2 separate regions of the Arachis hypogaea genome follow, and region 1 is linked to region 2. A link is a contact called in public Hi-C data. All regions are on one chromosome and are shown on one strand. Each heading gives the region's core, a stretch centred on a gene start, on an enhancer-like site or on the middle of the called end of the contact. The rest is flanking DNA. Distances are from core to core; before and after follow the strand shown. Region 1 holds the start of LOC112733205 (protein MAIN-LIKE 1-like). Region 2 has its middle 15 kb from the start of LOC112733195.

Region 1 (4,325 bases), core at 1,279-3,778, 290 kb before region 2:
TTAGTCATTTCATATGCTATATACATAGACAGAGAAATCTTAAATTCCTAATTCTCATTTGCATAACCCTTCTTCAATTCAAAGATCTCTAGTGTCGTCCAGACTTCATCCAACCTCTTTGCAGTCACCTCTCTCACCACTCTCCTTGTTCACCGCACGGTCAGCCCTTATCGCGCTGTCAACCTTCACTGCGTCGTTCTCTCTGTTCGCGACATTCTTTTTCTTCTTCGAGGGTGTGTCCGTTATCTTCTCCGCAACTCCGCCGTCGTATCTATTCTTCTCTCCGCTGCCAAGTCTCCCACCTCTTCCACTGCTCGGTGCTCTACCTCATTGTTGCGTTCTCCCACCGCATCAATTTGAAAGAAGTCGTCGTCTTATGTTTAGCATTTTTGTAAAAAATTTTGCTATTTTTGTATAGAATAGATACTTGCAACTCTATTCCTATAAAAAATAATAATTAGTCAGAACTATCGAAAAGATGGGAAATAGGGCCCCACAAAAAATAGAGATGGAAAAAAATTTCCACGGCGAGAATCCGGGCAGAGACAGAGAGCAAATCTGGGGACGGAAATGGGAAGTAGGGAGACATCCCCGATCTAGGACTGGTAATACATACCCTACCGCGGGTACCCAACCCGGCCCAATCTGTTTGGGTAGGGCAGGCTACCCGACTCGCTGCGAGTAGGGTAGAGATCGATCCGGGTATGCCTGCAGGTAGGGTAGGGTACGTGTTTAGAGTGTACCCTATCCTATACCCTACCCGCACCCTATATATAACCCACATTTTATAAAAAATAGATATATAGTGAAAGAAATATATAAAAGTTAAATCCCAAACCTCTCTTATGTAATGACTTGCAATAAATGGACAATCACTAAACTAGTTAGTTAATTTAGTAATTTAGAGCATTAATTTTTTATTTTTTATTTTATTAATATGTATGAAATTTAGAATGATTAAATTTTATATTTGCTTAGAAAAAAATTGATATTTCTACGGGTAGGATAGAGTAGGATAGAATTTAAAACTTTAAGACGTGGGTAGGATTAAGATTGAGAGATTCTCAACCCACAAATAGAATATGATAAAGTTTTAATAAAATTTTTAACTCGTAAATAGAATTAAAGTAAAGTCAAAATTCTATTATACTCTATCCATTACCAATCCTATTTTTATTCCCTGCTCCGTTTCCATCCCTAATTGTATTTTTTAACAAAAAATCGAGATCCGGAAGAATATTTCATTGTCACGGAAAATAGAGATCGAGATGGAAAAAAGTTTTAGGACGTGGGGCGGGTATGAGAGATCATATCTCGTCTCCGCTGTTCTATATTATCATCCATGTATATAATTTCTCTTAATTAACTTTTTAGTGCGAAAAATCAAACTATATGATCGAGTAATATTCACTAACTCTAATGATGATTATAATGGCTAATGCTCTTATTTATAATCCTAATTAAGCAACTAATGGATCTAACGACCAATGATCAACCATCACATTTTTTTCTTATATATACACACAACGAAAGTATATATATCTTTTTATAGAGGCGGGATATATATTTGTTTTAGGGCAAAACACCCTAATAAGCCAAGGCAAGATTTAAGTTACGTAAATAAGCCAAAGTCAAAATCGTTTTAGCAATGAGCCAAACACTATCTTAATGTAATTCGAACCAGCATGGTTCGAACTACAATCGTTAATAATTCGAACCAGAGTGGTTCGAATTAGGCTGAAAAAAGGTTGCATGTAATTCGAACCATGTAGGTTTGAACTCTAATCCCATGTAATTCGAACAGGGCTAGTTCGAATTACACACTCGAAAGCAACCCATGTAATTCGAACCAATCTGATTCGAATTACCCTTGAAGTGGCTCCTTAGTAATTCGAACCGACCTGGTTCGAATTACTCGTGATTCGGCTATATAAGGAGTTCGAATCAGCCTCATTCGAACCATTATTCATTTCCCCTGCCCCACCAAATCCCAGAGAAAACGACCCAGATTCTCTCCGACGAAGACCTGAACGGAATACTCTGCTGATGGGGGACGATCCGGCAAGGTTATATCGCTTGGACGGAGTTGCTCATATAGCTGGGGTCATCAACGACGAGGTTAGTACAGAAATAAGTTCGTGCTAGCGGTTTATGTGACTAAGTGGTTTTGCATTTGGTTTTAGTGGTTTATGTTGGTTTTTTTATGTTGGCGGTTTATGTTAGTTGTTTTATGTTAGTGGTTTGTGTTAGTTGTTTTATTTTAGTGGTTTGTGTTAGTTGTTTTATGTTAGTGGTTTGTGTTAGTTGTTTTATTTTAGTGGTTTTTGTTAGTGGTTTAATGTTAGCTATTTTCTTGTTAATGGTTTTAGTGAAGCTGTTTTACGTTAGTGGTTCTAGTTAAGATGTTTTATTTTAGTGGTTTAGGGGGGGTGGTATATGGTAGTTGTTTTGCATGTGGTAGTCATTCATGGATATTTATGTGGATTGATTTAGTATGATGTTTTGTTGATGATTTATCGTGTTGGTTATGTTTGTCATTGATTACGAAGCTGGTTCTAACAAAGCGGTGCTTGTGATGCGCAGCCTCAGCGATGCATCAGGAGCATGCGGCGGCAGCAGGGCATGCGACTGGATGACAGATACGTTCTGTACTTGCAGATGGCCGGACTATACCATCTTGTAAGGCTGAACGACAGATGGTTCCGGTTAGACGAGGCCCTAGTCAGTGCATTCGTGGAGCGCTGGCGTCTGGAGACGCACACGTTTCATATGCCGTTCGGAGAGTGCACGATCACACTTCAGGATATTGCATACCAGTTGGGTTTGCCGGTGGACGGGCATTACGTGAGTGGTTGCCTGTCAGAGTTCCAGATATACATCCAGGGTGGCCGTCCAGCCTGGGTGTGGTTTCAGGAGTTGCTTGGAGTGACTCCTCCTCCCAGTCAGGTTCAGAAGTACGCAGTGAACTGTAGCTGGTTCCAGGAGACCTTTGGTGAGTGCCCCGAGGGAGCCGATGACGAGACTGTGCGGAGATATGCCCGTGCGTACATCATGATGTTGTTGGGTACGCAGCTGTTTGCGGACAAGTCGGGCAACCGCGTTCACATCAGATGGCTTCCCTACGTTGCTAGGCTGGAGGAGATGGGTACCTATAGCTGGGGTTCTGCGGCACTGGCATGGTTGTACCGGTGCATGTGCCGAGTGGCGAACAGACATGTGGTTAAGTTAGCGGGCCCACTTCAGCTACTTCAGTCTTGGATCTTCTGGCGATTTTCTCTGTTTAGGCCTGCAGGGTATGAGACATTCAGCTGGCCGTTGGCCTCGAGGTACTATACTCAGCCTTCTCTATTTCAATTTAATTTGCATAACTCCATGTTGATTAATAATGTATTACATACCGAAAACACACATTTAGGTTGCCATAAGACACATGTATGATGCAGGTGGTCAGGTTACAACCCTTCCGGTAGCGAGAAGGGTCCGAGAATGCAGATGTGGAGGTTGAGGATAGACCGGTTACAGGACAGGGAGGTGAGTATGCAACTTAAACAGTTTCATTATTTAACCACACTTTATGAGTTGTGTCTATGACTTGTCCTGACAATGGAGGGTTCTCCGTGCAGTTTATCTGGATGCCGTACAGCAGCCCCGACGTACTTCAGGTTGTGCATCCAGAGGCACTGGAGCCTCGGCATATGGCGTTGTGGCGGTCTATGACGTCGCTGATCTACTTTGCCGTCATAGAGTAGCATCAGATAGATAGGGTGCTTCCGCAGTTCGGAGGGGTGCAGCCCCGTCCGGGTCCCGCCCTGAACATCGACTTTCTGATGTCAAAGGATGGCAGAGGTGGTGATAGATGGTTCCCGTACCATTTGCAGAAGTGGCATCTCTATTGGGAGTCCCGTGCGGAGACCGTGCTGAGGTTCGATGTTGTTGCCGACCCTGGACCATCGCATGAGTTCCTCGAGTGGTGGCTTCAGCATGGAAAGAGGTTCTTGTCTCTGGACATGGAGGTAAGTGGTATGGGTCAGGTATGGGTGACGGGGCTGACCCTGGGGACGCTGGACTCGGGTCGGGGCCTCTTGGAGATTACTTTGTTGGTGTACCCACCCATGACCAGCCTCAGCAGGAGGGTACCCCATGGGTTATTCCGGGATCACAGTGGTCAGACTTCCTTGCCTCAGATACGCTAGATGCGGACTTCGGAGGTCAGTAGTTTCTAGAGGAGATTACCGCCATCATGCAGGAGGACGTGCATTCCCGGAGACGAGGTCAGACCTCCGGGACGCAGGCACCCTTAGATGTTGATCTGAACGAGCCTCCTA
Region 2 (4,537 bases), core at 565-3,064:
GTTGAATTGTTCTTCATATATATAATTATGCACATAATTATTGTTTCTCTTGGCTGTTGAAGTGTTCACATCAGTCCCCATTTAACTTAGTCTAGTTAAAAGAGAAAAGCTTTTGTCAAAGTTCTCCAAACAACTTATCATCAAACGAAAACGTTTTATCTAGACATTTAATTATATAATAGAAAAGTCTAGGGACCAGCAACTTTTTCAAATTTTGGCCAGCATGTAATCAGCAAAGAAAAGTGAATCATTGGATGAAATTTCACACCATTAAAATCATGATTGATAGCTATTTGATGGTTACAAATCACAAAAGTTGCTGGCCCCTAGCACTCCTCTTATATAATTCCGCAATATAAAGAAAAATATGTATATATTTTTTAGCTGGATTTTATGGTATTTATAATTATGGTAGTTATGTGACTAAATTTTTTAAATTAAAAAATATTATTATATAATAAAAAATATTATTGTAATAAAAATATTTAATAACCAAAAAAAATTAACAAAAAAAAAGTTATAAATTGTCTTATTTAATATTTATTAATTATTACAACAATTAATAAATACTAAATAAAATAAGTTTCAACTATTTTTTGCCTTTCTAGCATTACTGTATTTTAATTGTAGCAGCACATTTAATTTTAAGTGTTGCCAATCATTATAACTACCGTAATAATAGGTATTATAATATACACCTAATTTTTTTAACCTACATAAGTCAAAATCTATGATATTATTCAAAACTAAAAATGAATTAAAATGATTGAAATTGTCTTACATTTATTAAATGCTAGGGAGACAAAAAAAAACAGCTAAAATTTGTCTTATTTAGTATTCATTAATTGTCTTAATAAATACTAAATAAGATAACTTATGACTATTTTTGTCTAATTTTCTTTAGTTACCAAATATTTCCGATAAATAAATACCATAAAAACTATATCCTTATTCTACGTAAACTTGCTATAAGAGCAAGCGGGAAAAAAGAAATTATTATCAAACAAAACATGTTCCTCTCCATCACGCTATTAGTAGCGTCTTTAAAAGGAGAAGAAAACCAATAACAAATTACCATATATACATAACATTTAGGATAACGGATAATAAAATAAAGCAAAAGTACAAAAAAAATTCAACATCCATATAGATAAATTTTATCTGGAAAGCACCTACCAGAATGACCCTAAGAATTCCTTGTATTATTTTAATTTAATAACTACCAATCATAATGATTCACATTTTTCTTCCCTCACTTTCTAATATGCATTAATTAAATGTCAAGGTCATTGAGCAATCATTGATTAAATAATTAATTTTTTTTATCATCGCAACAAGCTCGCCTTCTATATGAAAAGTACCCAGGGCTAGCTTATTTGCCTAACTGTTCTAACGCCCCCAAGTAGAAGAAACAAGTCTTTTATTTGGTACCCACCGAAAACGTAATAATTTATTGTATATTTCGGCAATATATGTACATTTTAAAATTTTGTAATGAATGTTTTGAAATGTCTACTTGCATGTCGTTCTTAATGCGGTGATAACAAAATCAACTAACATGGGATTTGTTAAATTGGTAAGTATTTTTTTTCTCATACCATAATGTACATACATGTCTAAGATCGTAAACCACCAGAATGCTCAGTTTTGTTTTGTTTTACAATTATTGGGATTTGGGAATTGGGGATCGTCAAACCAGCTACGGATTATGGAATTGTGGAATAATTATTTTGGTTCGAATTATAGACCGTTGTGTTTGACTCTGATCAATTTGGGCTCCTATAATGGGCCAACTATTCAGTTGGTTACACACCCTACTTAGGTGTACTTTTTTTGTCAGGTCTGATTAGGTGTATTGTTTTTTGTCAGGAAATTAGGTGTACTTTAAAGTGTACTTCTTCCCCGTACTACGAGAGAATGGTAAGTAGAAAAATGGGCCCTTAATCCAAGTATTGACCAAAATGTGTGTAGAAAGGCCGAGAAAGGGATCCGTGAACCTTAAAGTTTTTGGTCATGGATCTAAAGAACCTTAAAATGGGCGTTTAGAGAAAAGAAAAATGAAAAGGAAAGAGGATGAAAGGGTAACAAAACGAGAAAGTGCCTTTCAAGATCAAGAAACAAAACGATAGTCTGTCTTTGTATCCGGTCATCAGGTTTACAGGTTAGGCAGTTTAGTCTATGCGTTATTGCATGTGTGACTCATATGTTTTAGATACGAGTTAATACTCAAATTGATCCCTAAAATTTTAATTAACCTAAATTGGACTCTCAAATTTACAATCATAACTTGTATTAGCTTTTGAACTGATCTTTATTAATAGCGTGTTGATTTGACATGTTAACTTGTCATGCTGGATAAAAATAAAATGATGCCATTTTATATTAGCGCCTAATCTTTAACGAAATGACTTAGTATCATATGAATGGTTTTAAAAGCATCTTGTTTTATGATCATTACTAGATGAGAAATAAAAGTTTCGTATAAAATCACATTATTTCATTGAAGAGTGGGCACCAATACAAAAAAAAAATCTTTTGTTTTATTCAAAATGACAAATTAATATGTTAAATTAGCATGATGTTAACATATATGAGTTCAGGGACTAATGCAGGTTACCATTGTAAATTTAAGGAGTTCAATTTAAGTCAATTAAAATTTTAAGAAGTCAATTTAAATTCGACTTCAAATTTTAGAGGTCAAACTAAGTGTTGACTGTTTAAATCATGATGGCAGCTGAGGCAATGGCATAGTGGATAATTTATTGGCCACCAAGAAAGCTATACCAGGTTCAAATCTTGCGTTAAACTCAGAAAGTGGAATATAGAATCGGTAATAGTGTGTGTGAGTGACTGTGTGTATGTTGTGTAAGAAAACAAAAAGATGAACTACCGAAAATGTACTTATTGTCTTGGCGTTACCAAAAATATTTTCAATTTTTGTTATCAACAAAAATACTATCAAAAAATTTAAAAGTGTGTCAAAAATGTCCAGCGTAATTAGAGACCTGCTTCGTTAATAGAAAAGCATGACGTGACTAACAGAGCATCCTATGTAACAAAGGAGACTTTGATATAGCTAAATGGAATGTATGAGTTGTCTTAAACCTAATTGAACTTGTTGCTTAATCAATGGATTGAAAGTTACCTCCAGAGAGTCGTGATGAGAAGATTTGTTGGCTTTTGGGCTCCCTTTATATGTGAAGAAAGAACACAAGTGTTGGCATCCAAGTCCATAATTACTTTAAGTTGAGAGTGAATGGATGAGATTACATTAGGGTTAAGTGAGAAAGGTCTAATTAGTAAAACCAACTAATCACTTCAAAGAAGAAAAAAGAGAAAGCTATTATATACATACACAAAGTCATCACTGTAAATTGGCTACTACAGATTTGTTAGTATTTAATTGAGCTCAAATTTGAAAAGAGTGTTTAGGGCACTTGATTCTTCATTTTGATCATTCAAATTTTAGAGATGAGGTATATATTGAAATTATAAGTCACCTAATAACAGCTCTATTTTGTGGATTTTTTGTCTTCTTATTTTTATTTATAAACTTTGATGATTGATTGATTGGCTTGTACACATTTTGTGTAGTAATTCATAATTTTTTTATACTTTATTTTTTTTATCACTACTACATTTTAAATATTTAGTAACATTTATCTCTTAACATTTGTTAAAGTATTAGTAATTATTATAAAATTATATATAAAGTAACATTTATAATGAAATGTTAGTAAATACATGTATTTTAAAAAAAAAAACTTAAAAAGTATTACCTATTCCTATTGACATGAAAATAAATGAACATCCCCTTCTTTGAAAATCAAAATTGGAGACCTAACCTAACGGCTGGGACAGAAGAAAGATTGAAAAACCTGCTAGCGCAGAGAATCAATTTCACTCCAAATCTTGCTCTCTTTCGAACTCTTGCTCTCAAATTTACTCGCGCTCTTGATCTCGATCTCGATCATGCTTTCAATCTCGCTCGCACTCCGCTCCTTGAATCTCTCTCTTGTTTTAACAAACTCTATTTTTCTCTCTCGATCATATCTAAGATTTGTTTCTCTCTATTTTAAGGTGAGTCTGACGGAGAAGGAGAAGAAGAACCTCCTTTCGTGTTCTTTCTTCTCTAATTTCACTGCTTCATTATTATTCTTGAAATCTTCTTAAGCATTTTGTATATACTTGTTAAGATCTGTTGGTCATGAATTGATTAAATTTCTAATGTTAAGATCTGCTCAATTCAAGTTCGGGAGTCTCGAGCAAGACACTAATGATTCCAGAATTGCATCTCCAACTGCTAAGGTACTCCTTTTTCTTTCCTCGCTTCATTTCCCAAATTCATTTAGTTATCGTAGCAATTTTTTGCACTAGAAAGCAAAGTGTTAGTAGTTAGTAACTAGAACAAAGAAGCATCACTTGGATATGATGTGACATGTTACGACTATTGTGTGTACCAGGAGATATAGGCTGAAATTTGTCAATTTTGTGTATAATTGGATTTGATTCAGTTATACCAGCAGATTTGTCTTGT

The links. Hi-C and Micro-C count contacts between places; a contact is called where the count stands out from the background.
Region 1: a contact with region 2 is called in a Hi-C map of an unstated tissue, with 4 times the contacts expected there. The contact joins the promoter of LOC112733205 here to the enhancer-like site in region 2. A contact is called at or near these places in 4 of 8 Hi-C or Micro-C datasets (leaf and an unstated tissue).

Annotation. Positions count from the first base shown.
Region 1 is chr13:28,394,772-28,399,096 of arahy.Tifrunner.gnm2.J5K5, reverse strand. It overlaps LOC112733205 (protein MAIN-LIKE 1-like), which reads left to right and starts at 2,528. Exons shown (of 5, transcript XM_025782082.1): 1 at 2,528-2,566; 2 at 2,659-2,721; 3 at 2,803-3,326; 4 at 3,444-3,531; 5 at 3,624-3,749. The coding sequence starts at 2,528. The coding sequence ends at 3,749.
Region 2 is chr13:28,101,223-28,105,759 of arahy.Tifrunner.gnm2.J5K5, reverse strand. No RefSeq gene overlaps it. Among protein-coding and RNA genes, the nearest start is that of LOC112733195, 15 kb to the right of the region's middle. Within about 2 kb of position 1,814, at least 3 of the 3 cell types and tissues checked have open chromatin away from gene starts, as enhancers often do.